2 separate regions of the Mus musculus genome follow, and region 2 is linked to region 1. The links are chromatin contacts, called in public promoter capture Hi-C maps. All regions are on one chromosome and are shown on one strand. The core of a region is the stretch at or near the end of the contact, and the rest is flanking DNA. Distances in the headings are between cores, read along the strand shown. Region 1 has its middle 27 kb from the start of Cdkn1c. Region 2 overlaps Nap1l4 (nucleosome assembly protein 1-like 4).

The links. Capture Hi-C pulls out chosen DNA fragments and counts their contacts.
Region 2: a promoter capture Hi-C map of adipose tissue shows a contact between it and region 1. The contact joins two enhancer-like sites. A contact is called at or near these places in 5 of 39 promoter capture datasets (3T3-L1-derived adipocytes, cranial neural crest, embryonic stem cells and 2 more) and 2 of 9 other capture datasets (adipose tissue and pancreatic islet).

The regions. Positions count from the first base shown.
Region 1 is chr7:143,431,795-143,436,405 of GRCm38.p6, reverse strand. No RefSeq gene overlaps it. Among named protein-coding and RNA genes, the nearest start is that of Cdkn1c, 27 kb to the left of the region's middle. Within about 2 kb of position 2,650, at least 9 of the 459 cell types and tissues checked have an H3K27ac peak or open chromatin away from gene starts, as enhancers often do. A contact at or near this core is called in adipose tissue, where this site is marked.
Region 2 is chr7:143,536,231-143,540,841 of GRCm38.p6, reverse strand. Nap1l4 (nucleosome assembly protein 1-like 4) reads left to right here. Exons shown (of 16, transcript NM_008672.3): 3 at 596-654; 4 at 2,526-2,625. Among named protein-coding and RNA genes, the nearest start is that of Gm23297, 7.0 kb to the right of the region's middle. Within about 2 kb of position 2,706, at least 14 of the 459 cell types and tissues checked have an H3K27ac peak or open chromatin away from gene starts, as enhancers often do. A contact at or near this core is called in adipose tissue, where this site is marked.

The DNA of each region.
Region 1 (4,611 bases), core at 1,401-3,900:
CTCCTGTTTGTGGGGATTGATATCTATAGAGAACTCAAGAAGCTAACCGTGAAAGCAGAAGCCACTCAATGGAACAGACTAGTAGAATGAGCGAGCGTTCAGTGCTTAAGGGACGAGGAACGAATGGCTAATAACACACACAGCATTGCTTGCTTTCACTAGTTACCGGGGAAGTGCAAATAAAAGGCACGCTCAAGGGTTGGGGAGATGACTCCATTTGCATAAAGATATGAGTTCAATCCCCAGAACCCATTTTTTTTAAAAAAGGTAGCCCAAGTTTGTAATCCCACACTGGACAGGTGAAAACAGGGCCCAGCCATCCTAGCCTGATCTGCTAGCTTTAGGTCAATGAAAGACAGGGTGGACAGGCACATGAAGAGTGACATCCTGGGGTGTCCTGCATGTGGGCATACTCCAGCTACATTGGGATTCCATCTGACTCCGGTCTGATCTGAATGGCAGTCATCAAGAACAATAACAAACACTGGCCAGGCTGTAGAAAAGAGTTCCCTTGTACACTACACTGCTGGCGGGGAACGAAACTAGTCCAGCCACTCTAGAAATCAGTATGAAGGTTTGTCAAAAAACTAACAACGGGTTTTCCATATGACCCAACTATACACTCCTGGTTATTTACCCAAAGGCCTCTAAGTCAACACATCACCAAGATACCTACCTGCACGTTGCCGCTCATCACGGCATTATGCATAATGGCTGAGGTATGGGGGCAGCCTAGGTATGTGAGAAAAGGTGCCTGAGTACAGAGAAGGTGGTTTATATATACAATGGGACTTTTTTCCCCCCTAGTTGCAGAAAAGAATGAAGTGAGGTGGTTTGAAAGAAAATGTATTCAACAGGAGCCAATCACATCAAGTGAGCTGTCAGTCTCAGAAAGACAAATGTGGCAAGTGTCCTTTGTGGGTCCTAGACTTCAGAGATGACATAAAGTCATGTATGCACTGATGGTAGGAAAATAGAAGCAGAAACTCTGGGAAACAATGGGAGGGAGGCCATAAGGGAGGATGGCGGAGAATGGGGGGGAGGGGAGTAACAAAGTAAATCATAGACTAGGCTGGACATGGCCTTGCAGTAGAATAATTAATAAATAAAAATGACGATGATAAAGAACTGGGGAAATAGCTCAGTCATTAAGTCTTTGTCTTGAGAGCATGAAGACCTGTCTTCAGTCCCTAGCCTAGCCTACTTGATAGGCTCCAGGCCCATGTGAGACCCTGTCTGAAAAAGAAAAAAAAAAAAAACATAGTGGACAGACCAAGGAACGGCATTCAAGGTTGACATCCGGCTCTCACACACATATACACATATTGTGCATCCGGAACATATGTGTGCACTTACATCTGAATAATGACACACAAAATAACAATAATGAACTGGATGCTTGCTGGGTGTGGAGTTTGTGTAACAAGGATCCTGGGTGTATTTGGTGTCTGGGGCCCTGGGGTGTGAGCACACAGGGGATCCTATATGGGAATGGTATAGGGGGCTTTGCTCTGTGTAGTAGAGCTATGGTCCTGGCAGTAGGGCTGGTGGAGAACAGGGAGAGCCAGTTCCTCTTTGCCCATACTAGGCACCTCCTACTCTTGACCAGCCAGGTCTCAGGCCTCCAGAAAACAGTCTGGTGTGCTCAAGGATGTGAGTGACCACAGCCCCTTGGTAGTTGTCTTCAGGGGTTCTTGCATCCAGTTTGAGCTGGCTTCCTGCATGTCAGCATTCCTTGATCTCCAAGGGTTCTCCTTGTCAACTATCCCTGTCATCTGTTCGAGGATACTACTTTATCTATAGAGGATGATATCTGCTGAAAGCAGGGAGTCTAGAGCCACATTGGAAGGCTTTGTGTTCAGTTCTGTAGGATGGTCAGGAGTTTGGCAAATAGAGAAGGAAGGAAGGGGCAATTTGGTCTGAGGTGGTGGCATTGGGCAAGTCAGGACTGCAGTAGGTAGAGAACAGGGTGCCAGGCCTTGACTGGGTTCTTCCCAGGGTTTCAAGTCCCTGCTTCCTACCTCTTACCCACAGGGTTCTCTTTTCAGGGTATCTAGAGTGGACAGGTATGGCTGCAGGACCATCAGCCTCACAGAAGAGCTGAGAGGAGAGGCAGCCAGCCCAGTTTTCCCAATCCTCAGGAGAGGCAGTCTGGGAGCCTGGGACTTGGGGGTGGAATCTAGCTAGAGGGGCAGCCCAGCAGGTAATGGAGAAAGGGCACCTTCTCAGCATCCAGGCCTGCCTCAACTGGTGAGCAGTGCCTCAGGGGCTTCAGTCTGTGTTTATCTCCTGTTCTTTTAGCCTCCTGCTTCCTGCCCAACTGGTAAGCAGCCTTTGAGCTAGGTCTCCTCCATTCATCTGCCCACTTAGGGAGGATGGTGAATTGAACACTGGGTAGAGTTAGCTCTTTTCAGCTCTATTCCAGAGGAACTAGGCCTGTGGATAAGGGCCCAGCCTTAGTTCTAGATCATAGCACAAGGCAGGGGCAGGGCAGGGAAGTCCCTAATCCTGCTCTGGGCTGCCCTGTCTGTGAAGTTCTGGAGGTAGCTGCCTTCTTTACCGATGCTCCCTGTTGTCCTGGGTCTCAGGGTGAAATACATCCTACTCCTCTCTGCTCCTGGTGTGGGCCCCAGGATTTCCTTAGGGTTTTGGTGGTACTGGTCCTACGTGCGGAAGCAGTTGCCGAGTTGGCAGGCTGGCTCCTCTGAGGGCTGAATGGGCATTCTGCCCCGCCACCTTCGGCTGTCATCTGCTGCTGGGATTCAGTTTCCTAGAGCAGGAATGGCTGCAGGTGGATTCTGGAGGCCGCGGGACTTTATGGCTCATAAGGCTGGCTCCCTGGGGAACAGGGCCCAGAGTGCTGCAAGAAAGCAATCTGCTGGTGGTGACCTGAGGCCTCTCTGCTCCTGGCAGCAAGAGGGACTACTCGGGGCAAGGGTGCCAGGCCTTGGCAGGGCTCTCTGGAAGCCGGGCCAGCTGGGTGCTGCATAACTGAAGCCCTTGCATGCATTTAGGACACACAGGAATGGTAGAGTGCTTTGAGGACAGTTCCCAGGCTGGTGGCTGAGGGGAGGTTAGAGGGATTTGTATCTGGGGATAAGGGAGTGGGATTGGCTTCTGTTGCCCTTCTGCAGCTGCAGCTCTAGAGGATTGCCCTCTCTGTGCACTTTGACAGAGCTATTCGTGGTCTGGGTGGTGTATGGGAGGGAGGCATGGCTTCCTCCAGTCTCTTAGAACCGTTTCTTGAACTCTGTGCTAATTGAGCCAAGCAGATTAACCAAAGGAACCCCGTTTTGATTTTACAGATATGTATACACACCCCTGCAGAGTCAGCTGACTTTAAGGCTGAGCAGGGGGCAGAGCCCCTGAGGTGAGGGGTGTTGTGTGGGTTGGCAAACTGTTTTGCTATTTGGAGCTGACTTCAGGTATCAGAGGTAGCCTTCCAGCTTTCAGAGCTTTGAGGGACACTGTGTGGAGGTAGTCTCCTGTGTCCTGTAGCCTGGAGGCTATCAGCATATGAAAGCCACCTGCTTCACCAGTCAGCCCCTGACCTCCATCCTGGCAAAGGGCAGAGATTCCTGGATGGGCTACAGGGACCCAGGGAGTTCTTCCAGGTATTCAGTTTACATCCTGTTCTTAAAATGGCCTTGCTCCGCCTATTGAATGGAGAGTGACCACAACAGCATCCAGTGAGAGTTGTGGAGGCTGGGAATGGGGGAATGTGTGGCAAATGCTTTATAAGCTCAAAGCCCTTGACCATAAGGGCTCCCCCTCCTCACTTCCTGGGCTGTACCTGTCTCCCCCCCATCCCCCACACACACTGAAGGGTGTAGCCACTGTTTTGGGTGGTTTGGGTTGAGTCACTCAATTATTTGACTCTCCTATCCAACTCTCCTAAGTGGCTCCACAGGATCTGGCCAGGCCAGATGGGACAATGGGCCTTCTGAGCCACCCTTCTTCCTATATACTTGGTAGATTTTTCTTGTCCCTTAAAACAACGAAAAGATCTGGCCAGATGGGACAATGGGCCTTCTGAGCCACCCTTCTTCCTATATACTTGGTAGATTTTTCTTGTCCCTGAAAACAACGAAAAGATCTGCATGGTCCAGAGGCTGTGACAAGCCTCCCTCCCCAGGCAAAGCTCACAGGTGCCTCACTTTCTTTTTCTGTAAGTCCATAAACACTGGTTCTCAGCTATTGAAGGTTTGGAAGGTGGTATCAGCTTCCTGAATAGAGCAGGCCATGCAGGTTTGTCTAGGCCATATGGTGATGAGCTGGAGAGCTGGAGAAGAATAGGCCTAGCTTTGGGCACCACAGCACTAGGAGCCTCACTGCTGAGCCAGCCTGGTTTGGAGCAGACCCAGGTTGACTAACTGTCCTTGTTCTGTACACCGGAACAAGTCTTCAGACAGGACCCATAATGATTGGGCACTGCCCTATCAAGGAAGCCCCTGCCGAGGAGCCTCCAACATCCCCAGGACAGGCTTGGCTCCTGAGAGATGAGTGAGGCTAGAGTCTCTCTCCTTTGTCCTCTCCTGGGCCCCACAGCACTCTCATGCCTTGGAGAACCCTCCCTAGTGTGAACTTGCTCCCAAGCCTGGCTGATCACTT
Region 2 (4,611 bases), core at 1,457-3,956, 100 kb before region 1:
TTGTGTTTAGGACAGAGTCTCAATGTGTAGTAGCCCTGGGTGGCCTAGAACTCCCTGGGTACACAAGCATGGCTCAAAATTCCTAGAAATCCACCTGCCTCTGTTTCCCAGGTGTTGGGATTGAAGGTGTATATCACCATGCATGGCACATACAAGGTATTTTTTTTTAATTTTAGAAATTAAAAATGAGGCAAGGGTTATAGATTAGAGCAGCCTTTGTATTGGGTGTGAGGAAAGGGAGCTGGGTGGGTGTGATCTGTTTAGATGGGAGGAAGTCTCCCTTAAATAACACAGGTGTGACCATGTTGTCTTGTTTGTTTGTCCGTGGGGGACAAGGTCTTGTGTAGCTCTAGCTGTCCTGCAACTTACTATGTAGAAAAGGCTGGCCTTGAAGTCACAGAGATAAACCTGCTGTTGCCTCTCAAGTGCTAGGATAAAAGGCATGGTGCAGCATGCCCAGCTAGTGTTGTCTTCACCTGACCTGGAGTCTCTTGCTGTACAGACAGACCCTAATACATTGGATAAACACTGAAAATGCCAATTGGTTCTATCTCTGAGATTCTGTTCATAATACTTTGTAAACTTGTTGTTTTAGTCTTTCAGATGGAGGCCCTGCAGATTCTGTGGAAGCTGCTAAAAATGCCAGTAATACAGGTCAGTGCAGTGGATGAAGCAGTGATTAGAGAGGGTTTCTTCTCCAGAACCAGTTTGTTACTATAAATGACCTAAGTGTCAGAATGTTAACCAGACTAGCACCCAACTTTCCTCTCCTGCTTATTCTGAAGCAAAACCTAGAAGTATGTTTGTGTATGTAAATTCACATGCAGTCATGTTCAGTGCACATTTGATTGAATATATACACACACTAATAATGATAAAATGGAAAAAATCTTAACTGTCTCTGAGCAGGCTGTGTAGACCATCATATAATTCTAGCACTTGGGAGTCCAAGCAGGAGAATCTTAAGTTCCTGGTGGGCCTGGATTGTATAAGAGAGGAATTGTTCAACTCCATCACCTAGTGAAGGACAGTTCCTATTCTCTTGGTGTCTCCTTTTATGGGGGGTGGGGGGCAGGTTCTAAATAATAGTTCAGTGTTACAAGTTCAGAACAAAGGCATGTGAGAAGGTCAGAGTACTTTTTGCAGGTAGGTTTGGGTGGGGAAACGGCTTTCTAGGGAAGAGGGCAGTCTGGGGAAAGCCATCTCTTTGAACTAAGTGGGTGAATGCTTTAGAAGCTAATCTTGTCCTTGTCCCTGGCTTCCAACACCAATGGGACTGGGGAGCAAGGTGTAACCAGAGTTAATTACCAGCCCCTGAAAGTTGGTAGTCAGTGATCTTGGGGACCTAGGCTGGCTACAGGCAGGAGCCTCTGTCGCCACCTGCCCACTAGGGTGATTAACAAAGATACTTTTTGTTTTGTTTCGAGACAGGGTTTCTTTGTGTAACCCTGGCTGTCCTGGAACTGGCTAGATCAGGTAGACCAGGCTGGCCTCAAACTCAGAGATCTACCTGCCTCTCCCACCCTGCCCCCATTCCCCCATCCCAAAGATACTTTTTTTTTTTTAAAAGATTTATTTATTTCGTGTATGTGAGTACACTGTTGTTTTCTTCAGACACACTAGAAGAGGGCATCGGATCCCCATTACAGATGGTTGTGAGCCACATGTGGTTACTGGGAATTGAACTCAGGACCTCTGGAAGAGCAGTCAGTGCTCTTAACTGTTGAGCCATCTCTCCAGCCCCCAAAAGATACTTTTAAGATACAAGTCTCTAAACAAGTATTTTACTATATTTAGAAATTTAGGAGCAAAGATAAGTAAACATGTGTTGGGGATTTTTATATTTGTTTATTTTAAAGCAAGTGTGGTCTGAGATGCTACAGTTTCTTCTTATCTGGACCCAACACAAGCCTCTTTTCTTATACGGAATTCTGGCTTAAAAGCACTAGGTGATGTGTACTACTTTTTTTTTTTTTTTTTGAGATATCTCTTTGTAGATCTCTGGGCATCCCTGGCTGTCCTGGAACTCATTATGTAGTTTAACCCCAGAATTCAGATTGTCCTCCTCTTCTTTCTGAGTGCTGAGATAACAGCCTGTGCTGATATTTCTAACAGACATTTGTGGTAATAAGGATTTAGCCCCAGGGCTTCATATGCTAGGCAAGTAGTATACTATTGAGTTACAGTCCAGCACTCTTGTGGGTTTTTTTTTTGTTTGGTTGGTTTTTTTGGTTTTTTGAGACAGGGTTTCTCTGTGTAGCCCTGGCTGTCCTGGAACTCACTGTGCAGATCTGGCTGGCCTCGAACTCAGAAATCCACCTGCCTCTGCCTCTCGAGTGCTGGGATTAAAGGCGTGTGCCACCACGCCCAGCTTCTTGTGGGTGTTTTATTTTGAGATAAGGAAGGTCTGGCATGGCATTTCCTTACTTAGCCTTTTGAGTAGCTGGGTTGACCAGCCTGAGATCCAGGTTGGTGTTGGGGTTCTAGGCTGCTAAATAATTATTCTCATTTCCAACTCCTCATAGAAAAACTCACAGACCAGGTGATGCAGAACCCACAAGTGCTGGCAGCTTTGCAGGAACGTCTTGACAACGTCTCTCACACTCCTTCTAGTTACATAGAAACGTAAGTCCATAGCCAGTTAAGCAACAGAACAAATATCTTTGTGTCTTAGAGGAGCAGCAATTGTGTTATTCATAACTCAGGAGCAGCTCCTCTTGTCTGCTTGGTAGTGCACAGTACCACCACGTGGCTGGTAGACGACTCAGCTAAGAAGCTAGAGTGCTATTTGGCCAACTGTGGGACACTTGTACTTTTACCCTTGTCAGGAAGCCTGTGTCCTGTGTCCTGGCTCTGTTGTATGGTAGAAATGAGACATTGCTTCTCAGGGCCTCCCTGTTTGCCTTCTGGAAGAAATGAGCCACCTCAGGCTCCATGTCCAGTTGGGTAAGGCTTAGCTGTTACAATAGGAGGAGACATTCCTTGTGTCCATTTAGAAACCTTTCTGGGTTTACTCTACTCAGTGGGTACAGTTCGTTTTAGTTCTGTTTGGCATTCCTTGTTTGTTTGTTTGTTTGTTTGTGGAGTAGGTGGTAGGATATAGTGAGGGGTTTGAGAATGGTGTCTGGTTTTCTGGTTTTGCTTACTGAGACAGGCACAGGGTGATGATAGCTTGTGAGAACATGGCCTCACATATCTGTTGGGCCAGCACTGGCTGTTTATGTGGACCTGTATTCAAATTTACTGTGAACATGTTTTCACCTGGTGGCATTATTTTTCAGGTTTTAATTGAAACAATTTTATAGGTTAAATTCCTTTTTCTTTCCTTTCATACTCAAGACAGGGCTTCTCTGTGTAGCCCTGGTTATCCTGGAACTTACTCTGTAAACCAGGCTGACTTCAGAACTCAAGAGATTCACCTATCTCTGCCACCTGCAAGCTGAGGCTAAAGGCATGTGCCACCACTTCCCCTGCATGGTTTTGTTTTGTTTGTTTGTTTGTTTTCCTTTTGATTTTAGGAGTGCTCATACAAAGAAAGAAAAGAAACTGTGGAACCAAGGCAAAGAAACTCTTAGCTGGTACGATTAGGAGAGAGAATTCTATGAGGTTGTCCATAGACTTCATGTTCAGTTCTAGCATCAGGGCCTACATGCCCGAGTCCTTGTCAGCCAGCCTGTGTCTAGTCCTTGTGTGGGAGTTCTGCTTTTGCTCTTTATTATTATTTCATCCCGTTGTACGTATGTAGCGGTCAGAAGATAGTTTAAAAGAGTTGGTTTTCTCGTTCTACCTTGTGATTCTCACGGACCTAACTTCTCAGGTCATTAGGCTTGGTAGCAAGCGCCCTTACCAACTGAGCCATCTCTTTGGTGGGCTTTTGTTTTAAATTATGAGTGTATGTGTGTGTGCATGCACGCTTGAGTACAGATACACATTGACACCAGAGGCATCTGATTTCCCTAGAGCTAGAGTAATTTTAAGTCACTCAGCGTGAGTGTTAGGAACTGAACTCGGATCTTCTGTAAGAGTGGCAAGTACTGTTGAGCCATTCCAGCCCCAGTCTTTGCTTTTTTTGAAAGATAAAATCTTGCGTGGTAGCCTAGTCTGAGCTTGAATTTACTATGTAGCCAAACAAGCCTTGAACATCTGATCCTTCTTCATCCACTTTTCAAGTGTTAAGATTATAGGTGCATAACACCATGCCCAGAGCCCCACTTGTTTTGTTTTTCGTGTATGGTGCGTGTGTGTGGTGTTTGTGGGTGTATGTGCCTGTGTGTGGTGGGAATTGGACAATATCTGTATATTAGGTTGCTGTGCTACCTTTGACCTACACTTTTCCTCCTTGGTCTCTGTGTATCCCAGAATAGCATTCAACTTCTGCAACTCTTATTGTTGTAGCCTCCCACGTGATTGGGATTGCAAATGTGCTCTTTGCTCTGTTTTTCATCACCAGTTTGGTTGGGACAAGAGAGCAATTTTGTAAACTGATACCCCATTTCTGCTTTTGATATATTATGGGATTGATTTTTTTCTTTTCTTTTTTGATATGGTCTTTCTATATATCCCTGGCTGTCCTAGAACTTGTTAAGTTAGGTAGATGGGCTGGACTTGTGC